Regions from separate parts of the Macaca mulatta genome. Here region 1 is linked to region 2. A link is a contact called in public Hi-C data. All regions are on one chromosome and are shown on one strand. Each heading gives the region's core, a stretch centred on a gene start, on an enhancer-like site or on the middle of the called end of the contact. The rest is flanking DNA. Distances are from core to core; before and after follow the strand shown. Region 1 holds the start of FJX1 (four-jointed box kinase 1). Region 2 has its middle 25 kb from the start of TRAF6.

Region 1 (2,945 bases), core at 99-2,598, 870 kb before region 2:
AGAGGTAAGGGAGAGGGCTGACTGGCATCCAAGAGTTTTCCTAGTAAATGTAACCCAGAGGTGACTGGAAGATGTGTTGGGGTGGAGAGGTTGTTCATTTTGTTTTGTTTGCTCCTTCACCACCTCCCCGCCCACCCTCCCCCCACCACCATTTGTTTTTCCCTTAAACCATAAAAGCAGTAAATCAAATGCAGTATGGGATGGAAGTTTTCTTTTTTTTTCTTTTTTTTCCTGTTCATTTGAAAACTCCTTTTAATTGAAAAATCACATTTGGGGAACAAAGTGGTCAAATGACAGTGAATTTCAAACTTGAGAATGCTGACTTGATTTTTTTAAAAATACTGATCTTTCTTGATGGAGGGAAAATCAAGCACATGCAGCCAAGAGACCTGAGTTTGACTTTTAGTTTCACCACTTGCTAACTGTGCAATCCTGAGCAACACCCATTCCTTCTCCGTGCCTCAGTTTCCTCATGGACAAAACGGTATCATTTCCTTCGAAAAGTTGTCCCTGACTCCCCTCTCCCCAGCACGAGGTTGGATGGCTATAATCTCTCTTAGCAACCTGAGAGTCCCACTGGAATGTAAACTCCAGCAGCATGGGACCGGGATCTGTGGATTTTGCTGCTGGTGAGCAAAACCAGAACCGAGGGGCAATCGCTGTGTTGAACGGATGCACGAATGAATGGGAGATGGCCTAGGTGTTCAAGGGCACGTGCACAGCGAGGCTTCATGCCCTGGGAGTCCCTTGGGAAAGGCAGAGGGCCAATAGTGATTGGTGCTGGTGTACGTGCTCAGAAAAGGGGGTGTCGGTTCAAAGTTGTTGGCTACAAAGGGTTCCTCTTTCCGCTGGAATCACATCCTCTGTGGCTCAGAGACATTCCCAGGGATTTACATAAAGCAGCGTGAATCACCCGGACAGACACTGAGAAAGCAAAGGGACTCTGCCTGATCCTAGCCTGGCGGAGCTCGGAGAGCGGTGGAAATTTGTCTGAAGTTTGCAGGAGACCCGGTGCTGCCTAGGCGAAGGGACCAGGCGACCACGACACCCCCACGAGGGCCCAGGGCGCGTCCCTCCCGCCAGGCCCCAGACTCCAGCTCTGCGCCACCCCCTCCTACGCTCTGGCGCGGGCGCAGCCAGTCCGGCTTCCTCCAGGCCCCTAAGTCCCCGACCGAGTGTGCGGCCGCCTCTCCCTCTCGGAAGAAGCCATCGCCGCTTTAAGGGGAAGAGGAGGGGAAGGGGGCGGGGGAGCGGGGGGCGGGGAGCGGCGGCGGAGGAGGGGGAGGGGGATCCCCCTCGCTCCCACGTGGTCCGGGCGCCTGTGAATCGCGCCCACCGGAGGGTCTCACAGCGAAATACAAAAGCAGCTGGGAAGCGGCGGCGACGCGAGTTCCCAGCGCCGGGCGGAGCGCCGGACAGAGCCCCGCAGCGCCCCGCGGCCGCGATGGGGCCGAAGCGCCCGAAGCCCCGGGGCCCACCAACTGCCGGGCCCGCCTCGCCGCCGGGACCCGGGTGCCTGGGCTCGGCTTGAAGCGGTGGCGGCGCACCGGCACAGTCGCGGGAGCATGGGCAGGAGGATGCGGGGCGCCGCCGCCACCGCGGGGCTCTGGCTGCTGGCGCTGGGATCGCTGCTGGTGCTGTGGGGAGGGCTCCTGCCGCCGAGGGCCGAGCTGCCCGCCTCCCGGCCGCCCGAAGACAGACTCCCACGGCGCCCGGCCCGGAGCGGCGGCCCCGCGCCCGCGCCTCGCTTCCCTCTGCCCCCGCCCCTGGCGTGGGACTCCCGCGGCGGCTCCCTGAAAACTTTCCGGGCGCTGCTCACCCTGGCGGCCGGCGCGGACGGCCCGCCCCGGCAGTCTCCGGGCGAGCGCAGGTGGCACGTGCCTGCCGGGCAGCCCCGGCCGGAGGAGAGCGCCGCGGTGCACGGGGGCGTCTTCTGGAGCCGCGGCCTGGAGGAGCAGGTGCCCCGGGGCTTTTCGGAGGCCCAGGCGGCGGCGTGGCTGGAGGTGGCTCGCGGCGCCCGGGTGGTGTCCCTGGAGCGCGGGGGTTGCGGGCGCAGCTCCAACCGACTGGCCCGCTTTGCCGACGGCACCCGCGCCTGCGTGCGCTACGGCATCAACCCGGAGCAGATTCAGGGCGAGGCCCTGTCCTACTACCTGGCGCGCCTGCTGGGCCTCCAACGCCACGTGCCGCCGCTGGCACTGGCCCGGGTGGAGGCTCGGGGCGCGCAGTGGGCGCAGGTGCAGGAGGAGCTGCGCGCTGCGCACTGGACCGAGGGCAGCGTGGTGAGCCTGACGCGCTGGCTGCCCAACCTCACGGACGTGGTGGTGCCCGCGCCTTGGCGCTCGGAGGACGGCCGTCTGCGCCCCCTCCGGGACGCCGGGGGTGAGCTGGCCAACCTCAGCCAGGCGGAGCTCGTGGACCTAGTACAATGGACCGACTTAATCCTCTTCGACTACCTGACAGCCAACTTCGACCGGCTCGTAAGCAACCTCTTCAGCCTGCAGTGGGACCCGCGCGTCATGCAGCGCGCCACCAGCAACCTGCACCGCGGTCCCGGCGGGGCGCTGGTCTTTCTGGACAACGAGGCGGGCTTGGTGCACGGCTACCGGGTGGCAGGCATGTGGGACAAGTACAACGAGCCGCTGTTGCAGTCAGTGTGCGTGTTCCGCGAGCGGACCGCGCGGCGCGTCCTGGAGCTGCACCGCGGACAGGACGCCGCGGCCCGGCTGCTGCGCCTCTACCGGCGCCACGAGCCTCGCTTCCCCGAGCTGGCCGCGCTCGCCGACCCCCACGCTCAGCTGCTACAGCGCCGCCTCGACTTCCTCGCCAAGCACATTTTGCACTGTAAGGCCAAGTACGGCCACCGGTCTGGGACTTAGTGTCACCCGGAGGAAAAGAGAGAGACCTGGGGCTGGGGTATGGATGATGGGGGGAAGGGCCGTCGC
Region 2 (3,035 bases), core at 450-2,949:
AGAAGCAGGGCTCGTTTTATGCGTTCTGTGCATGCTGATGGTGCAGGGAGCGGTGGAAGACGTGCTGCCCCGAATCTGGATAATTTCTTTAATCCCTTCCTTCAATACAACCTGCTCTTAAAACTGAACACTGATTTTCATTCTTTTCATGATTAGTGTTTCCCCACCCTTATCTTTGCATTCACTCCCTCTGGTAAAGGACGTATTTTCAGAGTCCAGATGGATTAGGATAACTGCTTACAAATTCCATGGCAATAGCAAGTTCTGAGGAACAGCAGGCTTTGTGATAAGACCATTGGATGTGTTTCAGTTTTCAAAAGTCGGATTTCATTCCACAGCTTGTCATAAAGTTTATAGAATTATGAGAAGCTCCCTGGATTCACAGTGCCTTTCTTAAAAGATCCACACATTAATGAATGTTACCCATTATTTAATATCTAAATATCAAATTCTAGTTTCCACTTTACAGGGAAAAGGACACGAAGACAAAACTGACTGGTTTTGTCAGTGGGGAGAAAATTTGTCTCAGCTGCTAATTTCGTGATCTATATGCTAAATTATACCTCTTCATCCCTCTGAGAACATAATTCTGGAAGCTTGTAGAAGCAAAATAGGCCCCACATTACATTCTCACCACAGAAATTAGATAACTTATCAAGTGCAAAAATAACACGAGAATATTCTGCACAATTTATCAAGGACCTTCAAATAAATCCATTACAAAACAAAAACAAAAACAAAACCAAAAACCCCTTCAGGCAAACAAAACAAAACAAAACAAAAAAAAACCAAAAAAACCCCTAAAATTCAGCATAACAAATTTACAAAGTTTAAAATTAGCTTAAAGTGAGGGCTACATTCTAGTTACAAAGCAAATGTCCCAAGTCCCCCCAAAGAACTGAAGACAAATTGATTAAAGTTGTTCAATTATTTTAGAATGTTTTTAGAGACACCAAACTTGAAGTCTCATTAAAAGTAACATCTATCAAGTGATAAAGCAAATGTAACATAATACTCCTGCAGATTCTAGGTGGTATATGTTCACTATACAAGTCTTTCAACATTTCTGCGTTTGGGAAATTTCACAAAATGCTGAAGAAAAAAAGCAAAAAGAGTAATATCTACGCCTTACCATCTAAAATTTACATGACAACTAAGGTACCAGAAATTGGTTGGCTTCAACTGCTGCTTTCAATAAATGTTCATTATTACATATATGAGTGTGTGCGACGTGCCAGGCACTGTGGTAAGAAGAGGGGATTCAGCACACATCCCCATTCCACAGAGTTTACCTTCTCCTAGGTCAACTCTTGCTTAGAACTATGGTCACTGCTGCTTGGGCGATTGTCCGAGTGGGACCACACCTGCCTTCAGAGCTGCAGAAATCAAGAGCAGAGAGAGGCACATGCCCCAACTTCCCCATCTTAAAGGCAGGGCTAGCGTCCTGCTGAGAAAGCACTCAGAGAGGAAAAGCAGCACCACATCTCTCATTTCCTAAAATGTTTTTCCCACCTAGAATGATTTTTCAGGATTTTGTAACCCGCATTTCCTGTGGGGAAACAGCTTTAAAATATTACAGACACAAGTAACATTTAGTGAAACCACCAGGCATCTCCTTGCAAGTGTCTGTTTTTGACGGAAAGTGAAGGCTGTAATTGACTGTCACAGTCTGCCAAGATCCATCCAATTTGATTTCATCAGATCATCTTTCTGGATACTGGGAATTTGTGAGTGCCAAGTACACTCGACAGGCACAAGGATAGAAATGGAGAAACTAACTTACAGTCCGTCATGTCAATCTGGGAGTTTAGAAAAAGCACACTTCAAAATAAAAATATAAATGACTACTTATTGCTCCTTTTTCATTTCCTTAAGGCATTGCACTGCTTAGGTTCTAAGCAACCAGGCATCACAAACAGAATCTGATGTTTTGGTTGTGTCTTGTGAGACAGTGTCACACTCTGTCACCCAGGCTGGAGTGCAGTGGCATGATCTTGGCTCACTGCAACCTCTGCTTCCTAGGTTCAAGTGATTCCTGTGCTTCAGCCTCCCAAGTAGCTGGGATAACAGGCATGCATCATGACACCCGGCTACTTTCTGTATTTTTACAGAGATGGGACTTCACCATTTTGGCCAGGCTGGTCTTGCACTCCTGGCCTCAAGCAATCTGCCAGCCTCCACCTCCCGAAGTGCTAGGATTACAGGTGTGAGCCACTGTGCCCAGCCTAATGGTATTTTATATAAAATAATGAGTAGACCTTGAAGCAAGCCCAGAAGAGAACAGTGTTGGTACATCCAAGCAATTGTTCCTCTGTAAAAAGAATGTATTCTAATTGTACACATAATTCATAAGCATGCTGTTAGTTTATCTAAGACTTACTGGTATAAAAACAGTAATGGAGAATTATACTGTGACCTGTATAATTTTACAAGGGTCACAAAAATTAATTGCTAGAGATAGTCCAATAGCTCTGTATTAGTTCATCATTAGGATAAAAAACACCTGCCTTCATTCTGTTTCACTTTTTTCTACTCTTTATCCCCAAAATAAAAGTTAAATCACATTGTAGTATACTAATAAACAATCTTTGCTGCCAAAAGATAGTAACAAACTACCAAACTTCCAATCAACATTCAGACTTGCTTGCCAATAGCAAAATGTATGACATACAGCAAGTTTCATCCAGCATTGGGTTGGATGCTGGGCACGGTGGCTCATGCCTGTAATCCCAGCACTTCAGGAGGCTGAGGCGGGTGGATCATCTGAGGTCAGGAGTTCCAGACCAGCCTGGCCAATATGGTAAAACTCTGTCTCTACTAAAAATACAAAAACATTAGCTGGCGTGATGGCAGGTGCCTGTAATCCCAGCTACTTGGGAGGCTGAGGCAGAAGAATCTCTTGAAGCCGGGAGGCAGAGGTTGCAGTGAGCCATGGTCGCGCCATGAGTGTCAGTGAGACTGTCTCAAAACAAACAAACAAATGAAAAAAGCAAAAAAATCACTTGGTTAGACATCTCTGGAAAAAGAGGAAACAA

The links. A called contact is a pair of places that touch in the nucleus more often than the background predicts.
Region 1: a Hi-C map of fetal cortical plate shows a contact between it and region 2, with 5 times the contacts expected there. The contact joins the promoter of FJX1 here to the enhancer-like site in region 2. A contact is called at or near these places in 5 of 14 Hi-C or Micro-C datasets (CD4 T cells, cortical neurons, fetal cortex germinal zone and 2 more).

Annotation. Positions count from the first base shown.
Region 1 is chr14:29,660,797-29,663,741 of T2T-MMU8v2.0, reverse strand. FJX1 (four-jointed box kinase 1) reads left to right here and starts at 1,348. Exons shown (of 1, transcript XM_015114526.3): 1 at 1,348-2,945. The coding sequence starts at 1,566. The coding sequence ends at 2,879.
Region 2 is chr14:28,790,720-28,793,754 of T2T-MMU8v2.0, reverse strand. No RefSeq gene overlaps it. Among named protein-coding and RNA genes, the nearest start is that of TRAF6, 25 kb to the right of the region's middle. Within about 2 kb of position 1,699, at least 1 of the 40 cell types and tissues checked has an H3K27ac peak or open chromatin away from gene starts, as enhancers often do. A contact at or near this core is called in fetal cortical plate, where this site is marked.